Regions from separate parts of the Mus musculus genome. Here all the other regions are linked to region 4. Evidence: chromatin contacts called from public promoter capture Hi-C data. All regions are on one chromosome and are shown on one strand. Each heading gives the region's core, a stretch centred on a gene start, on an enhancer-like site or on the middle of the called end of the contact. The rest is flanking DNA. Distances are from core to core; before and after follow the strand shown. Region 1 holds the start of Mrps25 (mitochondrial ribosomal protein S25). Region 2 holds the start of Nr2c2 (nuclear receptor subfamily 2, group C, member 2). Region 3 holds the start of Ccdc174 (coiled-coil domain containing 174). Region 4 holds the start of Txnrd3 (thioredoxin reductase 3). Region 5 holds the start of Rbsn (rabenosyn, RAB effector).

Region 1 (2,700 bases), core at 32-2,531, 2.5 Mb before region 4:
ACATGTAGTTATAGCTGAAGCTTATTAGTGATGTGTTCACATATATGCAGGCAAAACACTCATACATAGGGGCTGGAGAGATGGCTCAGTGGTTTAGAGCACTGACTGTTCTTCCAGAGGTCCTGAGTTCAATTCCCAGAACCCACATAGTGGCTCACAACCATCTGTAATGGAATCCGATGCCCTCTTCTGGTGTGTCTGAAGACAGCTACAGTGTACTCATAAATAAAATTAATAAATCTTTTAAAAAATATAGACATAAAGTAAAAAAAAAAAAACTAAAACAATTTACAATTTGGTAGCTGGGGAGATGGCTCGGTGGGTAAGAGTACTTGAGGGTCTGAGTTCTGATCCCAGGATCCATGTAAAAATCTAGGTGAGATCATCTGTGCCTGTAACCCCAGAAGTGTGGGTTACAATCCCAATTGCTGGAGCTTACTAAGAGAACAGAAACACAGCAGGACACTTTTCCCCCAGCCTTCATGTGTGCACAGGACATGTCTAGAATTGTTGGATTATTTGAGCAGAGGAAAGAACACTTAAGTTTTGAAAAAAAAATACTAGAATAAAAGATTAACAGATGAAAAATGCTCTAATGGGCTTATCAGTAGACAGTTCATCTATGAAGCCTGGGAAGTCAGTTGAAAATTTACATAATTACAAAGGGAAAAAATCTTGAGAATCCTATAGAAAAATTAATTTCAGCCATAAACAGCGATTAAAAATTACAGTGGGGCTGGAAAAATGGCTTAGCAGTTCAGTGCACTTGCTGCTCTTTTAGAGGTCCCACATGGCAGTTCACAGCTCTGTAAGGTCAATTTCAGGGGACCCAACGCCCTCTTCCAGCCTCTGCGGGCACTGCGTGTATGTGGTGCACAGCCACAACACACAAGCAAAACAGTAAGGTAAAAATAAATCCTAAAAAAAAAAATGCAGCGCAGAGTGACATGTTGATTGTTGACTTGTCATATCTGTCACAACCACTCTTAACAAGCGAACGACCCCCTCCTCTAAGCAGAGTCCTTTGAGGCAGACCCTGACGCGCCAGAGCAAGCCACTCTTTCCTCCTTTGCAAATAAGTTTTCCCTTTGAATCAACAGCGACTTTTCCGTCAAGCTCTTCACTTCAGAACTGGAGATCTTGGGAGAAGATAATTGGTTTCTGTGAAGACAAAAACGACAGGTTGATTCCCAACGCTGAGGCGGCTGCGAGCCCGGGCCCAAACTACGAGTCCCAGGCTGCCCCGCGGCCGCGCTGGCCGCCGGGAAGTGCCTCCCAAGATTCCCGGAGCCGCGCTGGTCCGCGGCTTGAGGAGTTCCTGACTTCCACCATGCCGATGAAGGGTCGCTTCCCGATCCGCCGTACGCTGCAGTACCTGGGTCGCGGGGACGTGGTATTCAAGGAGTCTGTGAAGATCATGACCGTGAACTACAACACGTATGGGGAACTGGGCGAAGGCGCCAGGTCAGTGTGGGTCACAGCCCTCGGGGTTCAGTGAAAGAAGCTGAGGCAGTGGAGGGCATCCCGACTGATCCCCGATAGAAACCCGAGTGCTCCTCCACCGGAGGGATGGGTTGCGGCTGGAAGGCTGGCCCCTTGTGCGAGGCTGTGGCGCGGGGAACGCCTTGGGAGCGGAGTAGTAAGTTTCCGCACCTGTGCACAGCATGGCTTGCTGCTGCTTAGGACACTTGATGAATGAAAGGTTTCATTGACCCGTTTATCATCTCTGAGCAATGCTTTGGACCCTTCCGAACTTACTGCACATTTATTGAGCGCCCAAAACGCTGGGTTCAGTACTGGGATTTTCCACAGTACGGGATAAACATGACTGTAGATAGAAGTGGATTTGTAGAACGGATCAGAAAGAGAGAAGAGAATAATTTTCAAGGTGGAGAGTGGCCCCTGTGGCAAAGACCTTGACTTCATGAGAGCCAGAAGCCGCCTTCAAGCCATTTTCTCTGGTCAAGTTGACCCCCAAGACCTAAGATTTGCTAGCCTGGGATCTGCTGGGGTGAGGGCTCTCTGGAACCCTCTCGGTGGACCAGAGGGTTCGGGCTCTACTCCCCACTTGTCAGGAGTTTATGCATATGCAAAGGCCTCTTAACTAGTTGTATGACCTTGGGATCACACAAGTTCTCTCAACTTCTGACAGCATTTTTCCTAGGCGGAACACCACAACATCAGTGTGTTGGTGGTGGTGTGGGGTTGCTGGAGAATAAAGTGCCTGGCAGAGTGCAACAGGTGCTGACCTTGTGCCCATTTGATCCAGTAGGTGCATCTATATCTATCTGGTTTGTGGGCACAAGGCTCTGTGCTTTGGGATGGGAAGACAGAGACTTGCTGACAAGTTCTGCCTTCAAGCTTTTGGGTGGTGTGCTGTGGAGCTTTCAGGGCAGTGTTTCCTCCCCAGAAGCAGTTCTTTCACTTTTTCAAGTTTTGTGTTGATGTAATTACTTAAAGGTCTCCACCCCACCCGACCCTGTGTTTGTGTATGTGTGGATACATTAGCATTCAACCAAAGATAATGTTTCTAAGGAGCTGGCTGACTTGGTTTCTTTTTGAAATAGGGTCTCTCAGCCTGGGCTTCATGGATTCAGCTAGGCTGGTCAGTAAGCCTGGAGCCAGCAAGCAAGGGCTCACACCTGGCCTTTTACCTCTCTCTCTCTCTCTCTCTCTCTCTCTCTCTGTCTGTCTGTCTCT
Region 2 (2,700 bases), core at 59-2,558, 2.4 Mb before region 4:
TTGGAAATGTTTGCTTGGCTTAACTTACACTGTCTCTTGAGATATCCAAAGAAAGAATTAAAACTGAGACTGCTCATATTATTAAAAAGGTATTGTTTGATTTCAAATATTTTATTTTGGATACCGGATCTTATAGCCCAGGCTGGCCTAAAACTCTATGTAGCCAAGAATGACACTGAAACTTCTGATCTGCCTCCACCGCCCCAGTAACTGGGATTACAGATATGCAGCACTACATAAGTTTATGCAGTGCTAAGGATGAAACTTGATTTCCTACATGCTAGCCAGCCCTTCCTACTATGTTATATGCACAAATATTTTAGTCATCAGACTTTCCAATGGAAGCTAACATTATATTTTGTAAAGTTTGTTTTCCACTTTGATAAATGAGATTTTCAGTAGCTTCATAGCATCAATCAATTTTATCTCTGGGAAAGATAAATATGTTAAAAGAATGCCTACTGAAGTCCAATTCAAATTCCCTGCTTAGTATAATGGACATTTTATTGCTGGGCATGCTATCCCAACTGTCAAGTTCGGGTAAAAATGCACCAATTAAATATGCAGCACTTAGCTATCAATAGTATCAGCAACAATTTACTCAACAAAAAGTGTGGGAAAATCTTCCCTTCCCATCTTCAAGCTTGCTATCCAGAACCCAGCTCTTTTCCTGAAATCTATTCAAACATTCAGTGAAGCCTGACTTCCTCACCATCCAATTAAATTAATGCCCTCACGATTCCTTCAGCACATCATCCAGTTTCTTCCATTCTCTGACCATTCTCTGAGCCTTTGTATCCCCTCGGCATCCAAAATTCTGGGGGGAGAATGGCTCCTTGCCCAGGTCAGTTGAATCTCTGGAAGTAGTGTCCTAGTGTCTAAAGCTACGCACAACTGTGTTTAATGAAAGTAGGAAAGAGAATCACCTCACAAGTTTTCCACTCCAGTTGGTTCCTTATATATTTCCACATCACCATTTTGGGACTAGGGATGTTACTCAATGGCAGGGCCGTCCCCAGCACCACAATAAGACGAAAAAACTAACACCACCATTTGCAAATTACTTTTGAGGCTGGCAGAGTAGCTTGGACTCCATTTTCAGAGAACAGTCCCTCAAACAATGCTGAGGAGAGAGGCGAGGCTTGGCAAGAACGTCTGGTGTCCCAATTTCATGGACTGAAATTGAGCCCGCCAGAGGGGCTCCGTCCAGAGTCGTGAGGAAAGCGCGAACCCCGGAGAGCCTCCAAGTGCCGACGAACTCTTCCCTTCTGGCCGCGCCATGGGTTCAAAAAGCATCACCAGCTTCCCAGCCCGAGACCCACCAAGTTCCTCAGAGGCTGGCCCGCCCGGCCTCACACCCCGCACTAGCGGCCCCCGGGACCTCCCTCTCCCACCTGGACCAACCAGCACAGCCCCGGGGGCGGTGCCGCAGGCCGTGGCCCTCCTATAAGGGGGAACGATTGGCCAGCCCGGCCGTCACTCAGGAGGTCGTGCCCTGCCCACGCCTCCCTCCCTCCCCTTCCACCCTCCTAGTCCGGAAAAACGGCGGTTGGGCCAGGGTGGCAGCCAACGGCAGGCGGGGAGTGCTGGGGTGAGGAGCGGGGAACACAGGAAGAAGCGGGCAGGCCGGGCGCGCGCCGAGGGGAGCCTGGCCGGCGCCGCGGGGACAAGATGGCGGCGCTGGCGGAGGGCCAGGCGTGAGGCGGGGCCGCGGACAGTCCCCCTCTCCGCCCCCGCGGCGCGCGGCCGGCCCGGTCAGGACAGCGGCTCGCCGGGCTCGGCCGCGGGAGGGGAGGGGAGTGGAAGAGAGGGGAGGGAAGGGTGCGGCCCGGCCCACTATGCAAAGCGCCCGCTGCTGCCGCCGCCACCGCCCCGTGGCAAAGGTAAAAGGCCGCGTTCAGCCTCCGCGGCCTCCATGGCGGCGCAGGCCTGCCCTCCTCCGCCGTGCCGCGCTGCGCCGCGCCGCGCCGCGGCTTGGCCCGGCGGGCTTGCTCTTACCTCAGGGTCGGGCGCCACCACAACCGCGGAGCAGATCCCGTGTCTGCGGCCGGCGCCCCCGGCTAGGAGGGCAGGGCGCGGGCCGGGCAGGCGCCGGAGGGCAGGAGCCCGGGGGCTCGGGCGGCCGGGACGCCGCGGCGGGCCGGTGCGGAGCGGGGCGGCGGGCTGGGCCCTGGCACCGCCGGGGTCGCGGAGGGACCGCGCTTTGTTATTGTTTTTGTCAGTGAAAGGTCAGAGTTCGTGACCCCGGTGCCGCTGCCGCCGCCGCCCGCGCGCTGGGAGGAGGAGGGCGAATGTTCCTCTTCCTCTTCCCGGCGCCAGCCTCACCGCGGCGGCGGGGGGCGGGCGAGCACGCGATTGGCTGAGCGCGCGCGCGCACCGGAACGCCGCCGCTGCCGCTGCGGCCGCCGCCGGAGCTGAGGCCCGCAGGCCTGGGCCGGGCAGGTGCGGCCGATCCCGTAGGCACCGCTTGCAGGCTGGAGAAGCGGGCCCTTGCCTGGCGCCGCGCCGAGATGTTGCAAGCGAGCGGTGTCCTGGGAGTGCACTGAGCTCCCGGTACCTTCCTTGGGATGGATGGTAGCTTTCTGTTTTAAAGCTCCGAGGATGTGCATGCCTCTGGCCGGACCAGGCAAGTGTGCAGATGCCCCAGGCCCATTTTTAAAACAGGTGCTTAGCCTTGGAGCCCAGACTTGTGCAGTCCCG
Region 3 (2,700 bases), core at 22-2,521, 2.2 Mb before region 4:
GTAAATGTATCAATTACCTAGCTATATATCTTTCTATTCTACAACTACATCTGAATCACAAAATGACCAATCAATTCCGGGACTTCGTTTGTGTTATAATTATTAAAAACATTATCCTCCAGACAAGTTAACTTTGGTTTGGTTTTTAAAGACAGGGTCTCACTGTGTAGCTCTGGCTATACTGGAACTATGTAGCTCAGGCTGGCCTCTGACTTACAGTGGCCTCTGTCCACTTGTCTCTGACACTTATGTGCTAAAGTTAAGCGCATGCGCATATACTTCCTGATTAATTCAGTTTGCAAGCACTGAATCCAAGCAAACATGATTACTAAGACCAATTTTTCTATATTAAAAAACAAATTCCAACAAAAAATTTGATACATTAGATGTTTTGAACAATCAGAAAAGGCACCATTTTGCAGTCAATCAAACTGAGCCTGGCTTCTCACACAACAAATCTGTGTGTACATTGAGGAAAACGGGATTCACCTTTGGGTGTCAACTTCATTATCCATTAAGAGTGACAATTAATACCACCTACACTCAAAAGCACTTCTGAGGACTCGATGGCAGCACACATATGAAGCACGGACACAAAATGTGTACAGTGTTTACAAGTTTTCTGCTGAGAGTGGTTAAGTTAGCAAAACTCCTTACATCCTGTCAGACCTTACTGGCCCGGGTACCCCATCCCACAAGGCACTAGCTAACTTGTCTGGATCCTGCTGGGGGGGACCCTGGGAGCCCTGGGAAGACAAATCATATCCCAGTGCTCGAGAAGGGCTTTGGACTAGTGGAGAACCCAGGAAGGGCTCGTCCTCCAAGTCCCTGCGGACAGAGAGCCGGCTGTGGCGGCGGCTGACCCGCAGGATGCGCCCTGAGATCCCTGGGAGGATGGCGTCCGAGACCCGCCTGGGTTCGAGGGGAACGGAGCCCAGGCGCCTGGCGGAGCCGAGTTCAGGATCCTGTGAGTAAGGAAGCTGAGGAGGGTCTCTGCGGGGAAAGGGTCGGTCAGGATCCTTGTCAGATGGGCAGTCCAGGCCCCTGACTTGCGTGGGACAACAACTAGGTCACCATTCTCGACTGAGACAGGCGGAGGGAACGCGGAGCACGGAGCTAAGCCACACTTGTACTCACCGAGGAGGCTGTAACGTCCAAAGGCTTTTTCTTTCGGTCCATCGTCCCGCCAAGGCGTCCAGTCCCAAGACGCAGCCTCCCTGTGGCCTCAGTCAGACCCTACGAGTCCGCCACCCCCACCCGGCAGCAGAACCGGAAGTGTCTTTGATAGGGACGCTGAGTTTGCGTCATTTTGCGACTTGGATTTACGACCTCGGCGCCATCTTGAAAGCGTCAGTATGAGGTCCCTAGTCGCTACGTCGTCATTTTGAGAAGGTCAGAGGGTTGGAATTGATCGCAATTGGCCATCTTGAAGAGAGCAGAAAGTGAGGTGAAAATGACTAGTATTGTCGCCGTCTAGAGAAGGAAGGAAGATAGCTTTCATTGCAACACACACTATATTGACTGGAGAGTCTTAGATGATGGAAAAGAATAGCAGCGTATGAAGAGAGCTAAGTAAACTCCTGTCTCCAACATGAAAACAAAAGGAATTTAATGAAACTGGTAGTGGTGGGAATTATTGTTTAAGAATGGGCTATGAGAAACACTCGTTTTATGTTGGTTTTTTTTTTTTGGTGTTTTGTGATTTGTTTTGTTGGTTTTGTTTGTTGTTTTGCTTTTTAGGCTTTTTTTTTTTTTTTTTTTGAGATGGGGTCTTACTGTACAGCCACCTGGCCTCAAACTCTCTATGTAGACTTGGCTAGCCTCAAATTTGCAACAGCCCTCCTGCCTCTGCCCCCTAAATGCTAGGATTACATGTGTGAGCCACTATGCCCAACAGAATATTTGAATTTTAACTATTCATTCATACATTCATTTGGGGGTCACTGGGTACTCCTGGCTGCCTGGAACTTGCTTTGTAGACCATGCTAGCCTTGTACTCAAAGATACCTGCTTACCTCTTCCTCCCTTATGCTGGGATTGAAGCTGTGTGCCACCACAACCAGCCCCCAGAATACTCTAATTTTGAAATTACTATTTGAATTGCTAAAGAATTAAAAGAATTTTGACCTGGGATTTAGGACAAAATTTCCAACAATTTCTGAAATGGCCCTAAACATGAATTTGCTGTATCTTTGCAAAGCAGTGTTCTCCACATTGATGATGATAAAGTCAAAACAATCAACTCTGAAAAGCACTGAAGATGCTCTGTGACCTACAGTATCAAATGTTTAGCCAATATTTAATTCCTTTTGTTGAAACAAGCACATTCATGTCATTAGGATACAAATTGTTTTTCATCTTTAATAAATGGTGAATATATATATATATATATATATATATATATATACATATACATATGTGTGTGTGTGTGTGTGCGCCAAATTGTTTTAAAGTAATTTTTAAAGTATCCATATATACCTCAAGTCATGAAAATAATACTGGGTAAAAAGAAGTTGTAAGTGAAATAATTTTAAGATATCCTCCCCCCCCCCCGCCCCCTGCAGTTGGGAGGCAGATGCAGGCGAATTTCTGAGTTCAAGGCCAGCCTGATCTACAGCATAAGTTCCAGGACAGCCAGGGCTACACAGAGAAACCCTGTCTCAAAAAATCAGAAAAAAAAAGAAAGAAAGAAAGAAAGAA
Region 4 (2,700 bases), core at 52-2,551:
ACAATGTCGAATGCCCACCCAGCCCCAAATTACAGAGTGTGCAACAGAGCTTAAACTAGCCACGACTTCCATGGTTCTTAAAACCTCCTCTACCTTCATCTTACAAGCTCCCTGCTAGTTCTGAAACCTGGTCAAGGAGCCAAACATGCTAGTTAACAAATGGGATCTAGATCCAGCTTCAGCTAGCCACGCAATCCTATTTTAATAAGACAACAATTTTAAATATTTTTTGGTTGTTCTTTTTTTTTTTTTTTTAACTAAAGCCCATTATCAGGCTGGAAAGCAAATGTTTCCCTAGATGGCAACCTCCCGGGACCCCGTAGTGAGTCAGAGAAGGTAGGCAATGAAACCTGGGAAAGTGCTACAAAAGCCCTACTCCGTCCACCTTCAGGCCCCGCCCACCTCCCATATGTCAGCGCAGGACCGCCCGCCCACTAAGTTCCACCCAAACCCTCCCTTACCCCCCACCCCCCATACACTAGGTCCCACCCACAGAGTTCCACTCAGACCCTCCCTATTAGCCCCTCCCACCAGGACCCCCTTCCACGGTTCCAATCCGCCCAATGAGCCCCGCCCAGACCCTATTCCGGTTACGCCCATCAAGCACCCTCCACAGACCTCCGCTTCGCCCCACCCACCAACCTTGCTCAGACCCCGCCCACCAGGCGCTAACTACTGAGCCCGGGGTTCGCCCGGCTCACTGCTCAGACCTCTGATCAGTCCCCAGATCCGGCTCACAAACTTACCCAGCCTCTTTATCGACGCTCCTCCCCGCCCGGCCCACCCTGTCCTGGCTTCACCTTCACTTCCCTCCTCCCACCGGGATTGCTTAGACCCTGCCCATCAGGCCACGCCCCAGAGCTCTGCTACGGCCGGCCCCGCCTACCCGCGTGCTGTGTGGACAGTAACTCTTGCTGAAGATCATCACCCTGTTGCCCTCGATGAGGTCCCGCAGGCGGCGCCGCAGCTCCTCGCGGGCCTCAGAAGACGGGCGGCTGGTCCCAGGGGAGGCCAGGCGGGCGCGGCGGCCGGGTGGCGACGACATGAGGCCGCCACGGACAGCACCCAGGCGGCGGTTGGGGAGGACTCCAACCTTCCCCAGCCCGGGCGAGGTCTGCGCCCGAGGAGGCGGCGGCGGGGACGGTGGCTTCTCCAGGGCTTTGTTGTCGCTCCGGGCCGAGCCGGGCCTGCTGAGGAACCGGGACGCGGGCGGCCGCCTAGGGGACGACGCCGGCAAAGCCGCTGAGAACTTGAGAACGCTACGCACTGGCCGCGGGCGCACCGGACAGCTACGGGGCCACGCCCCCGACCGCGCGACCCACGGAGAGGGCCCGCCTACCGACCGGCCACGCCCCCGGGAAAACTTTGCCCCACCTCCAGGCCTCCACAGGGCTAAGCTACGCCCCCTTAGCTCAGCCTGGTGAGCCTGCAAACTACTCTGTCTACCACCCAGTGGCACAGTGGCAGTCACTTGCCATTTTCAAAGGTGCGGAATCAAGCTTGTATGCTCTGCTCTTCTTGTAATTACTGTTTTCATTATCGTTTTACCACAGTTTTTGACACCCAGAGGCCTCTCTACAGTTCCTTCCGCTCCTGATTCTCCACCAATCTCAAAATAGGTGCTTTTCAGGAAGGGTAGATGTCTCCACTTTATTTCAGAAAATGTGACAAAAACCTTGTCTAGGAAATACTGATTCTTTTTTAATTTGCACTACTGAAGCTGAATAAAAATTACTATTGCAATTCAGTTTCAATATGAGGTTCCTAGGTTACTACCTCCCCAACCCCTCAACCCACACACACCCTCAGCAATTCACTGTGACAGTGTACTGCTTAGTTTTTGTCAACTTGGAGCATACTAGAGTCACCTGGAAAGAGACTCAACTGAGGAAATGCTTCCTTCAGATTGGCCTGTAGGCAAGCCTGTGGAATATTTTCTGATTAATGATAAATGTGGTGGCATCAGGCCCACTGGGGAGGGGGTGCCACCCTTGGGCAGGTGGTCCTAGGTGGTAAGAGAGCATGCTGAGTGAGCTATCGAGAGCAAGCCCACGAGCAGCAGTCAGCTTCTGCTCCTTCTTGGGTTTTCTGACTTCCCCCAATAATGGAGTGTGACTTGGGACTTTTCCCAAATAAACCCTTTCTTCCTCTAAGTTGTTTTTGGTTAGTGTTGTTATCACAGCAACAGGAAATAACTAGGGCACAATGGATTCTCAAGCCATCCCCAACACAGGAACCATTTGGAAAGAAGGTCAAATAAGAACAGGCGGTATGCAAACATTTTATCAACTGAGCCCTCTCCCTGGGCTCACGTTTTAAAGTTATTGCTGTAAGCAGCCCTTCTGAAGTTCAGCTTCCTGTAAATGAGCAGAGGCACGGACTCTAATTAGTGGCCACTGTTAGTCAGTTAGCTGGACTATCCTTAGCACCTGTGGTCTGGAACGCCCACTCCACAGAGGCCTTGAGGAAAACTGCATGGCCAGTGTATCTGGTGCCTGTCTGAAGGGCAGGCTCAACCAGGGCTGCTTCAAACATTTGAGCCAGACTTGTTATCACCAACCCTTGAACCCTAGAAGACCCTACTAAAACTCAAATCTTTTTCACTTGCAACCCTTTTTAACCTGAATGATTTCACATGATCTCAAAAGTACATTCAACAGATTCACAAACATTTACTGGTAATAAATCATAATGAATTTA
Region 5 (2,700 bases), core at 154-2,653, 2.6 Mb before region 4:
CTAGATGGTGTGCTGGCTATAAAGCAAACAGACCTCAATAACAGATGGGTCTGTCTCTGTACCCTGTGGTTGTTGCATGGTACAGCTAGGTTCAGACATGACTGATCTGCCATACTGTCTTTTGTAAATTGCAGGGGCTATTCCTGGTTGTCAACTTGACTATATCTGGATGAACTACAATCCAGAATTGGGAGGCTCACCAGTGATCCTAATCTGGAGGCTGAGATAGAAGTTTCTGACCTGAATCTTGGCATGGAGATCTTGAGGCACAGTGGCTATGAATTCCAGAAGATTAAGACAGGAAGATCTCCAAGTCAAGGTTATCTGGGATTAAAGGTGTGGTGGCAGACACCTTTAATCTGGGCCACACCTTTTGCTGGAGACCTATATAAGGACATTGGAAGAAGGAAGATTGACACTCTCTTCTTCAACTGCTTGCCTTGTGGGACTGAGTGACTGCTAGATCCTTGGACTTCCATTCACAGCTGCTGCTGACCATTGTTGGGAATTGGACTACAGACTGTAAGTCATCCACCAATTCCCTTACTATATAGACTATAGAGTTCTGTGACTCTAGAGAACCCTGACTCATACATAAATGCCACTTATTTTGCAGAGATCTAGCTACCCTCATACTTTTTTATGCTTTTTTGAGATGGAGTTTCATGTATCCCAGTATGGCCTTGAACTTGCTATGTAATTGAAAATTAACTTAAATTTTTGGTCCTCCTGCCTCCATCCTTAGAGTATTGGTGTTACAGGCATGGGTGTGTGGTGGAAATTGAGTCCCAACCAGGATCAATTGAGCCAACTTCCAATCCCTGACACGACTCCTCAACGTCTCTACTTTCTTTGGCTCAATTTCCACGTCTTTCTGTCTCCTCAATGTGCTGAACATAACTTAGTCTCTCGCACTCAGAAACTTTTTTTTAACAACAACAACAAAAAAGTAAAAAAACAAAATTTTGTATGTGTGTTTTGCCTGCATGTCTGTGCACCACATGTGCAGTGCCCATGGACTCCAGAAGAGAGCATATAGGTAGCAGACAAGCAGTTTTTCAAACCTGGGTCCTTTGGAAGAACAACCGCTGTATTAAGGCATTTATGCAAAAATCTCAGAAACTTTTTAACGGTCTCTAAATAATGTTAGCGCTGCAGGCACATTATTTAAGAGCCAAAGTCTCAGTTTCCCCACCTATAGGGTGAGTGAAGGGCGAGTGTAGGGTTTCACATCGATGTGTTGCTAGGACCTGAGAGAACTTCGCAGTTTACCTCCTCCTACTGGGCCCGCCCCGTTGCGGCAGCGCCTGCGCAGCATCCTCTTCCAGGTTCAGTGCGCTCGAGGACTCGGCGCTCGACCGCCGCGTGTCAGTCTGTCTTCCGGTTTCTGCCCGGCGCGCCTGTCGAGCGCCGAGCCACTGATGGCGATGGCTGCCACTGGTCTCTGAGGAACCTCGTAGGCCGGCAGTCAGAACCCGAGGTGGAAAGGCAGGCTGCCGACTGCCTGTCGGAAGCCGCAGGGAGTGAGAAAGGGTGTCGCAGAGAGCGCGGCGGTGGCTGAGGTGGGTGTGACGTGTGGTTTGAGATGACGATGCGGTCGGGAGATGAGGCTTTGCGGGCCTCGGCGCCGCGCGGGTCTCTGCCCGCGCCGTGACGTGTTGCGTGATGTCCCGCAGAGTCGCGTCCCGCGGGTGCGCGTGGCCGTGCGGATCTCTACAGAGCCCCCCGGCTGGGTTTTTCAATCCAGTCTGGAGGCGAGAGTTTGCACAACTGGCCTTCTGGTTGCGGCATCAATTGCGGTGGTTTGTGGTGGCACCTAATTAAGTGACTTTATGTTAAGGTCCCCCACTTCATTCGCGGAACCCTATTATCCCGCTCTCCGAGTTCTCGTGGTGATGGCGAAAATCCCAGGCTCTCCTTCCCGGCTGCTGTCTTGTGTTAGTCACTTCACTTGTGTATAGGCTATGGCACCCCAGGCAGCTGCTGTGAAGGCATCCTGGAGGGAGCCTGCCTTGAGTAAGGGGCGTTTCTCCAGGGTGAGAACTGAGCTGCGATGTGTGGCCAGGGTGCACGGGGACGACTTCTGTTTGACTTTTTCTTCAGGATGAGTTGCAGGCGGGGAGGAGGCAGCTGTCACACCCAGAGGATCCTGTCAGCCACTGGCTGGGGAGAGAACCGGTCGGACCTGAGGCTGGCTGTTTAAGTGATGCCTCAGATGCTTTCCGGGATGGGTCTGCATGTGTGTAGTCTCTCGATTTATTTATTTAATCTCAAGACAAGGGTCTCACTATGTATCTATGTCTGGCCTGGAACTTGACATGTAAACCAGGCTGGCCTCAAACTCACAGGTATCTGTCTGCTTCTGCCTCCCACGCCTGTCAAATTTCTTAATTAAAGGAAATAACAGGCACCTAGCGTCCTGTTTAATTTATTTTCTGAGTTGCTGTCACCCTTCACCTTTGAGGACCAGATGGTACCCTCCTCTGTGCCCTCTGCAGCACACCACAATTCTAGCTACACAAACTCCCACTCTGTGCTGTGATATGTGGCCTCTAAAGTCTTGGAAACAGATTTCTTTGCTTCTGTGAAATGATTTTATCCTTGTTCTCAATGGTTAGGAGTCTTTCAGGGTCACATCAACAGTGACTTTGCTGTAGTCCAATAAGACAGAAAATGTAAGTTATTAAGCCCTGAAATGTT

What was found. Promoter capture Hi-C pulls out the DNA fragments that hold promoters and counts their contacts. Capture Hi-C pulls out chosen DNA fragments and counts their contacts.
Region 1: a promoter capture Hi-C map of hematopoietic stem and progenitor cells shows a contact between it and region 4, with 5 times the contacts expected there. The contact joins the promoter of Mrps25 here to the promoter of Txnrd3 in region 4. A contact is called at or near these places in 2 of 39 promoter capture datasets (hematopoietic stem and progenitor cells and pre-B cells).
Region 2: a promoter capture Hi-C map of pre-B cells shows a contact between it and region 4, with 6 times the contacts expected there. The contact joins the promoter of Nr2c2 here to the promoter of Txnrd3 in region 4. A contact is called at or near these places in 2 of 39 promoter capture datasets (liver and pre-B cells), 3 of 484 Hi-C or Micro-C datasets (B cells, CD4 T cells and muscle stem cells) and 1 of 115 datasets of contacts at active chromatin or transcription factors (thymic regulatory T cells).
Region 3: a contact with region 4 is called in a promoter capture Hi-C map of liver, with 3 times the contacts expected there. The contact joins the promoter of Ccdc174 here to the promoter of Txnrd3 in region 4.
Region 5: a promoter capture Hi-C map of pre-B cells shows a contact between it and region 4, with 2.5 times the contacts expected there. The contact joins the promoter of Rbsn here to the promoter of Txnrd3 in region 4. A contact is called at or near these places in 1 of 39 promoter capture datasets (pre-B cells) and 2 of 484 Hi-C or Micro-C datasets (CD4 T cells and hematopoietic stem and progenitor cells).

What each region holds. Positions count from the first base shown.
Region 1 is chr6:92,182,604-92,185,303 of GRCm38.p6, reverse strand. Mrps25 (mitochondrial ribosomal protein S25) reads left to right here and starts at 1,281. Exons shown (of 4, transcript NM_025578.4): 1 at 1,281-1,464. The coding sequence starts at 1,331.
Region 2 is chr6:92,091,041-92,093,740 of GRCm38.p6, reverse strand. Nr2c2 (nuclear receptor subfamily 2, group C, member 2) reads right to left here and starts at 1,308. Exons shown (of 15, transcript NM_001347342.1): 1 at 927-1,308.
Region 3 is chr6:91,876,624-91,879,323 of GRCm38.p6, reverse strand. It overlaps Ccdc174 (coiled-coil domain containing 174), which reads right to left and starts at 1,271. Exons shown (of 11, transcript NM_172730.2): 1 at 1,138-1,271. The coding sequence starts at 1,179.
Region 4 is chr6:89,642,589-89,645,288 of GRCm38.p6, reverse strand. It overlaps Txnrd3 (thioredoxin reductase 3), which reads right to left and starts at 1,301. Exons shown (of 16, transcript NM_001178058.1): 1 at 887-1,301. The coding sequence starts at 1,156.
Region 5 is chr6:92,213,573-92,216,272 of GRCm38.p6, reverse strand. Rbsn (rabenosyn, RAB effector) reads left to right here and starts at 1,403. Exons shown (of 12, transcript NM_030081.3): 1 at 1,403-1,562.